2 separate regions of the Mus musculus genome follow, and region 1 is linked to region 2. Evidence: chromatin contacts called from public Hi-C data. All regions are on one chromosome and are shown on one strand. Each heading gives the region's core, a stretch centred on a gene start, on an enhancer-like site or on the middle of the called end of the contact. The rest is flanking DNA. Distances are from core to core; before and after follow the strand shown. Region 1 has its middle 130 kb from the start of Gm29960. Region 2 overlaps Gap43 (growth associated protein 43).

Region 1 (3,091 bases), core at 34-2,533, 250 kb after region 2:
TATTTGATAATGATGGAACTCTACAGGTGGAGACTGCTGAGTGAGATTTGGGCCTTGAAGTGGATGTTGAGACATTAGCCCCTCTGTTTCTCTGCTTTCTGGCCACCATGAGGTGAGTATCTCTGTTTTTCCACATACTCTTTCCCTAATAGTTGCCTTACCACAGGTCCAAAGCAGTAGGGTTTACATGCATTGAAACCTCTGAAACCTAAGACAAGACATACCATTCTTTAAGCTTTATATCTCAAACAGTTTGTCAACCATGATGGAAAGCCCATATCTGAGAATTCCAAGCTTGTTCTTGATATATACCCAGCCTTAGTAATCTCAGATTTGTGTCACAGGCCCTTACAAGCCAATAGTCTAAAGCTATTGAGCTAAATGTGTTCGTATGGCGTACTACTGCTCTAATTCTCTGGCTGAACCTTGACTAATGCAGTGCTGATGTGAGTACTTCTCCTGTAAGATCCCAAAGAGAAACAAGTGATCAGTCACCTACTAAAGTTAAAACTAAGTTCTATGGTCCATTTCTACTTGTTTTAGACAAGAATAAGATAGTTCAAAATAAATTGTTTCATGCTTATGAAGATAAGATAGCTCACAAGAAATTTAATAAGAAGATGCATGGTGAGATTTTTAAAAAATGATTGACAAGTTGGCAATGTGGAAGAATCACTTCAATAATGAAAAGAATAAAAAGCAATGGCTTTGCAATGCCTTCCCTTTTGCTTCCCATGCTTCTGTATTTATGTTCCAAAGTTTCCATCTTGGTTTCTAATCTTCCTTTAGAATGATTCCTGGGGGCATATCTATGTAGTCAGTATTCACTGAAGTCACTAGGATACTAATCACTGTCAGAAAAATATACTGATACTGTATTGCACACACGTTGAACTGTTTCAAGAGTGTGGCATAACTAGATGTTCTGCAAAACCTTCTGATGGTGCTGATGGATGAGACCCAGCAGTGAGGAAAAGGAAATTGACACCAGAATATGTGTTTTCCTGGTCAGGATGAATCACTGCCATTTCCGGGATAAATAAGTTCCAAAATAATCAGCTTACCCCTCTCTGGCTGTTTAGTGTCCTTGAGAGATGAAACAGCATCTGAGACTCGGTAATTATTTGCACTGTTAGCAGATGCAAAGGTCTGTGAGTCTCTCATCAGGTAGAGTCTAGGGGACTGATATGTGGGACAATGACAAGGGCTGGGAGATGGCCTGGACCCATCTCAGTGTAGGTGGCATTAACAGCTGGTTAGTGAGAGCCAATGCCATTGAGTCATCCTTGGGAAGGATTTATACAATGGATCCATTATGCCAATGCTGTGGTGACCGATGATAGAGGCTGGGTGACATCAAATGGATGAGTCATTTTGTCTACTTAGCTACTTACTGTCTCTTCCTTGATGAACTATCTCCAATGGGCATTATCATGAACTCCTAAGGCATTTAAACTCCATTTGAACGGTAGGGAACTTCCTGTATTTCCTTTTTTTTCTTACCTCCAATGATTCCTTTTTATTTTTCAAAAAGGAGAGACACCTGTGGCCTCCTGATATTGTTCTTGGGAGTATATGGGACTAGAGAGTTATAGAAGTGCTTTCTCTGCTAACAGCTAAATACACAGACAACCTATGTATGAAAGAGTCTTTTTCCTCCTCTTTTGTCAATTGATGAGAAGGTTCTTTATGTGGCCCCAAGAGTGGGCTGAGGGAAAGAAGGTAACACAGTAACTATCATGGAAGTCTGTGGCAACTGCCACCTATATGTGTTTTCTTGTTCTGCTTGTTTGCAAGCCTACTGATAGCCCTTCCATTTCACAATGAGTGGCTATTGGTTTGGCACAACCTTATAACTAAATGTATCAGATGGCTCACATGAACAATTTTTAAATGCATGGTCAATTGATAGTGATATTTTTCTCTGTCAAGTCCCAGTAACATAGCCAGAATAATTTTCCAATAATAGGTTGGACTCCAGCTCTTTCCTGTAGAAGAGATTGTCTTACCTTGAGAATCTTAGGAGTTCGTGCTGTAATTTGCCTACTGGGGTTTTCCAAAACCTTCAGACAGCTTTTCACATCATACATACATAGAATTAGTTCTTCAAGACCATATGTTTCAGACAAACTACAGAACCTTTTCTTATTCAGAGTTTTAATTAAAGTTAGTCATCTTCTCTGTTGGTTGGGGCATGGGTTATGGCCTGTGCCAAGTATGAAATATGCTATTTTCAGAAACCACAGAGGCCTCAAAAGTAGAAAATGTGAAATGCAATATTCTCTTATTTAAAAAAATGAATATCTGAACATGTTGAAAATAACTATCTTTCTTAAAAGTACATGTTATACTCCTGAACAATCATGGCATTTATCTTTCATTCTTTGAAGTACATGTATTTTACTGTGGTCTCCAAAGTGCTTCTCATTTCTTTCTTATCCAGCTTAATTAACCAGTGTCATCACAATGATGTTCTCTAGAAGAAAAAACAATAGAGGTTGAAGGGGTCCTGCAGAGATAGAGCACTGCTTATCTTCCCCAAGGCCCAGGTTTCATTCCCAATACACAAAAAGGAAGAGAAATAATCTTAAAAAGCACTTATATTCTTTGGGACTATATTGTAACAAAGGGCAGAAAAGCAAATGCTACCACATTCATTCCAAAGGAAGACACTGATCCTGATACATCTTCCTGAAAAGGACGAGAAAGATCAATTTCCAGATTAATGAATCCAGAACTGTTCATCAGTGCTAACAGTGTTATGGTAGCACAGCCATTATAAATAGGGCTTTTACTTAATTGGAAGTAGACCATGTCCGTCCACTAAGATCTATCCATGTGCTCTAGAAACTACATTGGTAATAGAAGTGGAGGACTCAAAAGAATGAATTTATGAAATTCCTAGCCAAATGGATGGACCTGGAGGGCATCATCCTGAGTGAGGTAACACATTCACAAAGGAACTCACACAATATGTACTCACTGATAAGTGGATATTAGCCCAAAACCTAGGATACCCAAGATATAAGATACAATTTGCTAAACACATGAAACCCAAGAAGAATGAAGACTGAAGTGTGGACACTATGCC
Region 2 (3,556 bases), core at 932-3,431:
AAGGAAGGAAGGAAGGAAAGAAAGAAAGAAAGAAAGAAAGAAAGAAAGAAAGAAAGAAAGAAAGAAAGAAAGAAAGAAAGAAAGAAAGGAAAAGAAAAAGAAATGACTGGTGCTCCAACTCATGCTTTAAACCTTTTCATCCAAACTTGGGACGTAATTTGTCTCTAGAGCAACATGAAAATGTACTGAATTTGGAAATGGTAAGTTTGCTTCAACAGGTTCAGATTCAGCTGTCTGTCTGGTCCCCATAGCCTAAGTATCACTACGAACTCCCTACTAAAGAGTAAAAGAACTTGTGGCTCTAGTTGTTTATGTAGCAGAGGATGGCCTAGTCGGTCATCAATGGGAGGAGAGGCCTAGGAAGGTTCTCTGCCCCAGTATAGGAGAATGCCAGGACCAGGAATGGGAGTGGGTGGGTTGGCGAGCAGGGGAAGGGGGGAGAGAATGGGAGATTTTTGGAGGGGAAACTAGGAAAGGGGATAGGTTATAAAGGAAAACTCAGTTTAATGAATTGTATTCTCTTTGAATATTTGTGTTTGTGTGTTTCTGAGATGGGGAGGAGGGGAGGGGGAAGCAAAGAGAGAGACAGAGACAGAGGCAGAGACAGAGACAGAGGCAGAGAGGTGAAGAAGCAGACACACACATTTCACAGTGTGCATATGAAGTCATAGGGCAGCCTCAAGTGTCAGCTCTTGCCTGCCACTTGGTTTGAGACTGGGTTCCTCATTACTTGCTACTCCATACACCAGACTACCTGTCACGCAAGTTGCTGGAGAGTCTGTTATTCTGCATCTCGTCTGTCACAGGAGCTCAGATATTACAGACACATACTAGTATGTCTGGTTTGATTTGGAAAATCTGACCTCAGGACTTCAATTTCTCTTTACCCTCAAAGCTATTTCTTCAGCCCTAATTTTGTTTTCTAAGTTAGGTGATTTTTTTAAAAATAAGATTTTAGAAGGTAATCTCAAAATTCAGTTGATACACACACACACACACACACACACACACACACACACACACACACACACAGTATGGAATAAAAATATATGAGAAAATACCTTTCATACATTTCATTCAAGGGAACAAAGAAATTTGATGGAGCATCAACATTCTCTATCCAGAGACTGCTGGGAGTTTCAGGGATTATTGACAGGTCACAACCATGAAAACATGCAGAGACATCTCAGAAGAATCAGAAATTATTTCTTTGAGTTTGTGTTTGGTGAAGTGGAGATGAATGCAAGGAAGCCCAACACTGTTCCACATTGGAGTCATGTCAAGGATGGGTAGTTTTATGACTGGACACCTCAATGAATATCATGTACAAAAACCTAATTGTTTATGCAACCGGGCTAAGGACATAGCTGTCCATTTTGTATTTGGACATTGTTTATACTTAGACTGTGTTCAGACTCACTCCTAGTTGTCCTATAAAAAGTACTTTTGCCTAATTTTTGTGCTTTGTAAAATGTTTATATACACAGGAGAATTCGACAAAGACTAAAAACCAGAATAGACCCTGGTTGTTAAGGACAGCTTTTCTTTTCCTCAAGAGAAATAAAGATTTCAACTTGACTTTTATAGATATGAGGTGTCACTTAAAGCTCTTTCTTGTATTTTCCTATAATATCAAAGACATGTAATTCCCCCCGAGCCTCATAGAAAGAGAAATTATATTGATTGCCTGCTGCCAGTGAAAACTTCTGCCTCACCCCTGTGTATCAGCTGTAGCCTTACCCTGAAAAGGCTTTTATTGGCTTTTAAAGATGCTTATATCTCCCATTGGACTAGTGGCACTGTTTTCTAATTTAAAATATTTTAATTAAATAAAATCCTTCGTGAGAAAAAAAAAAAAGAGCAAATGCAATCAGCCTGTCAGCTCAGTTGTCCTCTTACTGAACTGACATGACAAGACAGTACATTTGGGTTTCTCACCAGCTCTGCTCTCTCTTCCCCCTCCTTCCTTTAATGGTCTGTCAAAAGGAAACCTCAGCCAGTGTTGGCACTAATGCCTGTTGTAAATAAAGGGAAATGGGAGGAAAGGGGTGGGGGGGAGAGGAGAGGGTGTGTTAGAATCTAGATTTGCAGTTCAATTGCAAAGCTTCTCTCTGAGTGTCTAGACACCAGCTGCCTGGTTGCCATGGGAACCCACTAACTTTGGCTGATGGATTGAGTAGCAGTGATTCTCTGGAGATCTGGGTGGGAGCTTGGTGGTGGGGAGAGGCAGACAAGGGTTGGGATAGATGGAATAGATACAGGGTGTTACAATAACATGGGACACAATAAGGGAAAACAAAAGTATTTTGTGAAAGGGTAACATTAAGCCCGTTCCAGTTTCTCTCAAACACCTTACTCATGGTGACAAGCTATAAATCTGCTGTTCCCAACAGGTGTCAGGACACAGGTTGCTAAAGACAAATAGCTGAGCTGGAGTGATTATATTCCTGTCAACCTCCTGCCAGTGCCGAAGTACTTTAGTGAGCCAATGCTTACCACAGTCAACAGACTCAATGGAGAAGCATCAACCCAAGTCTTGGGGGTAGGAAATCCCCAAGAATGGCTGCCACATTTCAAGTACTCAGCAGTGACAGTTAATCACAGCTCTACACACACACACACACACACACACACACACACACACACACACACACTTGTATTCTTCCCACTTACCCAAATTATATGTCAGGGTTAGGCAGCAGTTTGACTAAGAGAAGGTGGTGACTATGCCAAGAATTGACTAAGGAATGATAGGTTTCCAGTTTAGGACAAAACTATTAACCACACAACGGTATTTTGTTCTCTTATTCACACGAAGTCTACTGTCATGGGAAAGTCTCGGTCCACAGACTCGGGAGCTTTCCAGTCCCTTGCTGGCGCCCTGGTCCCTGCTGTCACAGCTTCCTATTGGATTGGGATTTTCAGGTTGCACTGAAGCTCTCACCCCTTGCCTCTCCCATCACCCTCTCCGTCCCAATTCACACCCTGGCTACATCTCTTCACTCTCTAAATGCAGCCACCCATAAATGCGACCCACAGTCCTTGCTCATCAGAGTTTACCCCTAACTCATACAGACGAGGTTCATTGTTGGCCTCAGTGTTCTGTCTTTTCACAGGCACCTTTCCTAACTACAGTCCACATCTAAAGGAACACTCACTGAGTTCACTGCTGTTTTCTAGGTCACAGGTGGTTTTTTTTTTTGTTTTTTTTGTTTTTTTTTTTGGTTTTTCGAGACAGAGTTTATCTGTATAGCCCTGGCTGTCCTGGAACTCACTTTGTAGACCAGGCTGGCCTCGAACTCAGAAATCCGCCTGCCTCTGCCTCCCGAGTGCTGGGATTAAAGGCGTGCACCACCACACCCGGCTCACAGGTGTTTTTTAATCAGGCATCGCTAATAGATAACATTAAACTTAATCTATAGATGATGACCAACACTTATGTGTTGAATCTAAAATGTCTCTCATAGGAGTCCATCTGGAATAGTTGTTTCCCGGATGGTAATAGTATTTTAGGAAACTGCAGAATCTTCAGGAGGCGGGGCCTTGTTGGAAAATA

What was found. A called contact is a pair of places that touch in the nucleus more often than the background predicts.
Region 1: a contact with region 2 is called in a Hi-C map of the N1E-115 cell line, with 2.2 times the contacts expected there. The contact joins two enhancer-like sites. A contact is called at or near these places in 1 of 484 Hi-C or Micro-C datasets (the N1E-115 cell line), 3 of 115 datasets of contacts at active chromatin or transcription factors (embryonic stem cells and neural tube) and 1 of 9 other capture datasets (embryonic stem cells).

Annotation. Positions count from the first base shown.
Region 1 is chr16:42,522,633-42,525,723 of GRCm38.p6, forward strand. No RefSeq gene overlaps it. Among named protein-coding and RNA genes, the nearest start is that of Gm29960, 130 kb to the right of the region's middle. Within about 2 kb of position 1,284, at least 10 of the 459 cell types and tissues checked have an H3K27ac peak or open chromatin away from gene starts, as enhancers often do. A contact at or near this core is called in the N1E-115 cell line, where this site is marked.
Region 2 is chr16:42,267,315-42,270,870 of GRCm38.p6, forward strand. The region is part of intron 2 of Gap43 (growth associated protein 43); the gene reads right to left. Among named protein-coding and RNA genes, the nearest start is that of Mir6540, 34 kb to the right of the region's middle. Within about 2 kb of position 2,182, at least 62 of the 459 cell types and tissues checked have an H3K27ac peak or open chromatin away from gene starts, as enhancers often do. A contact at or near this core is called in the N1E-115 cell line, where this site is marked.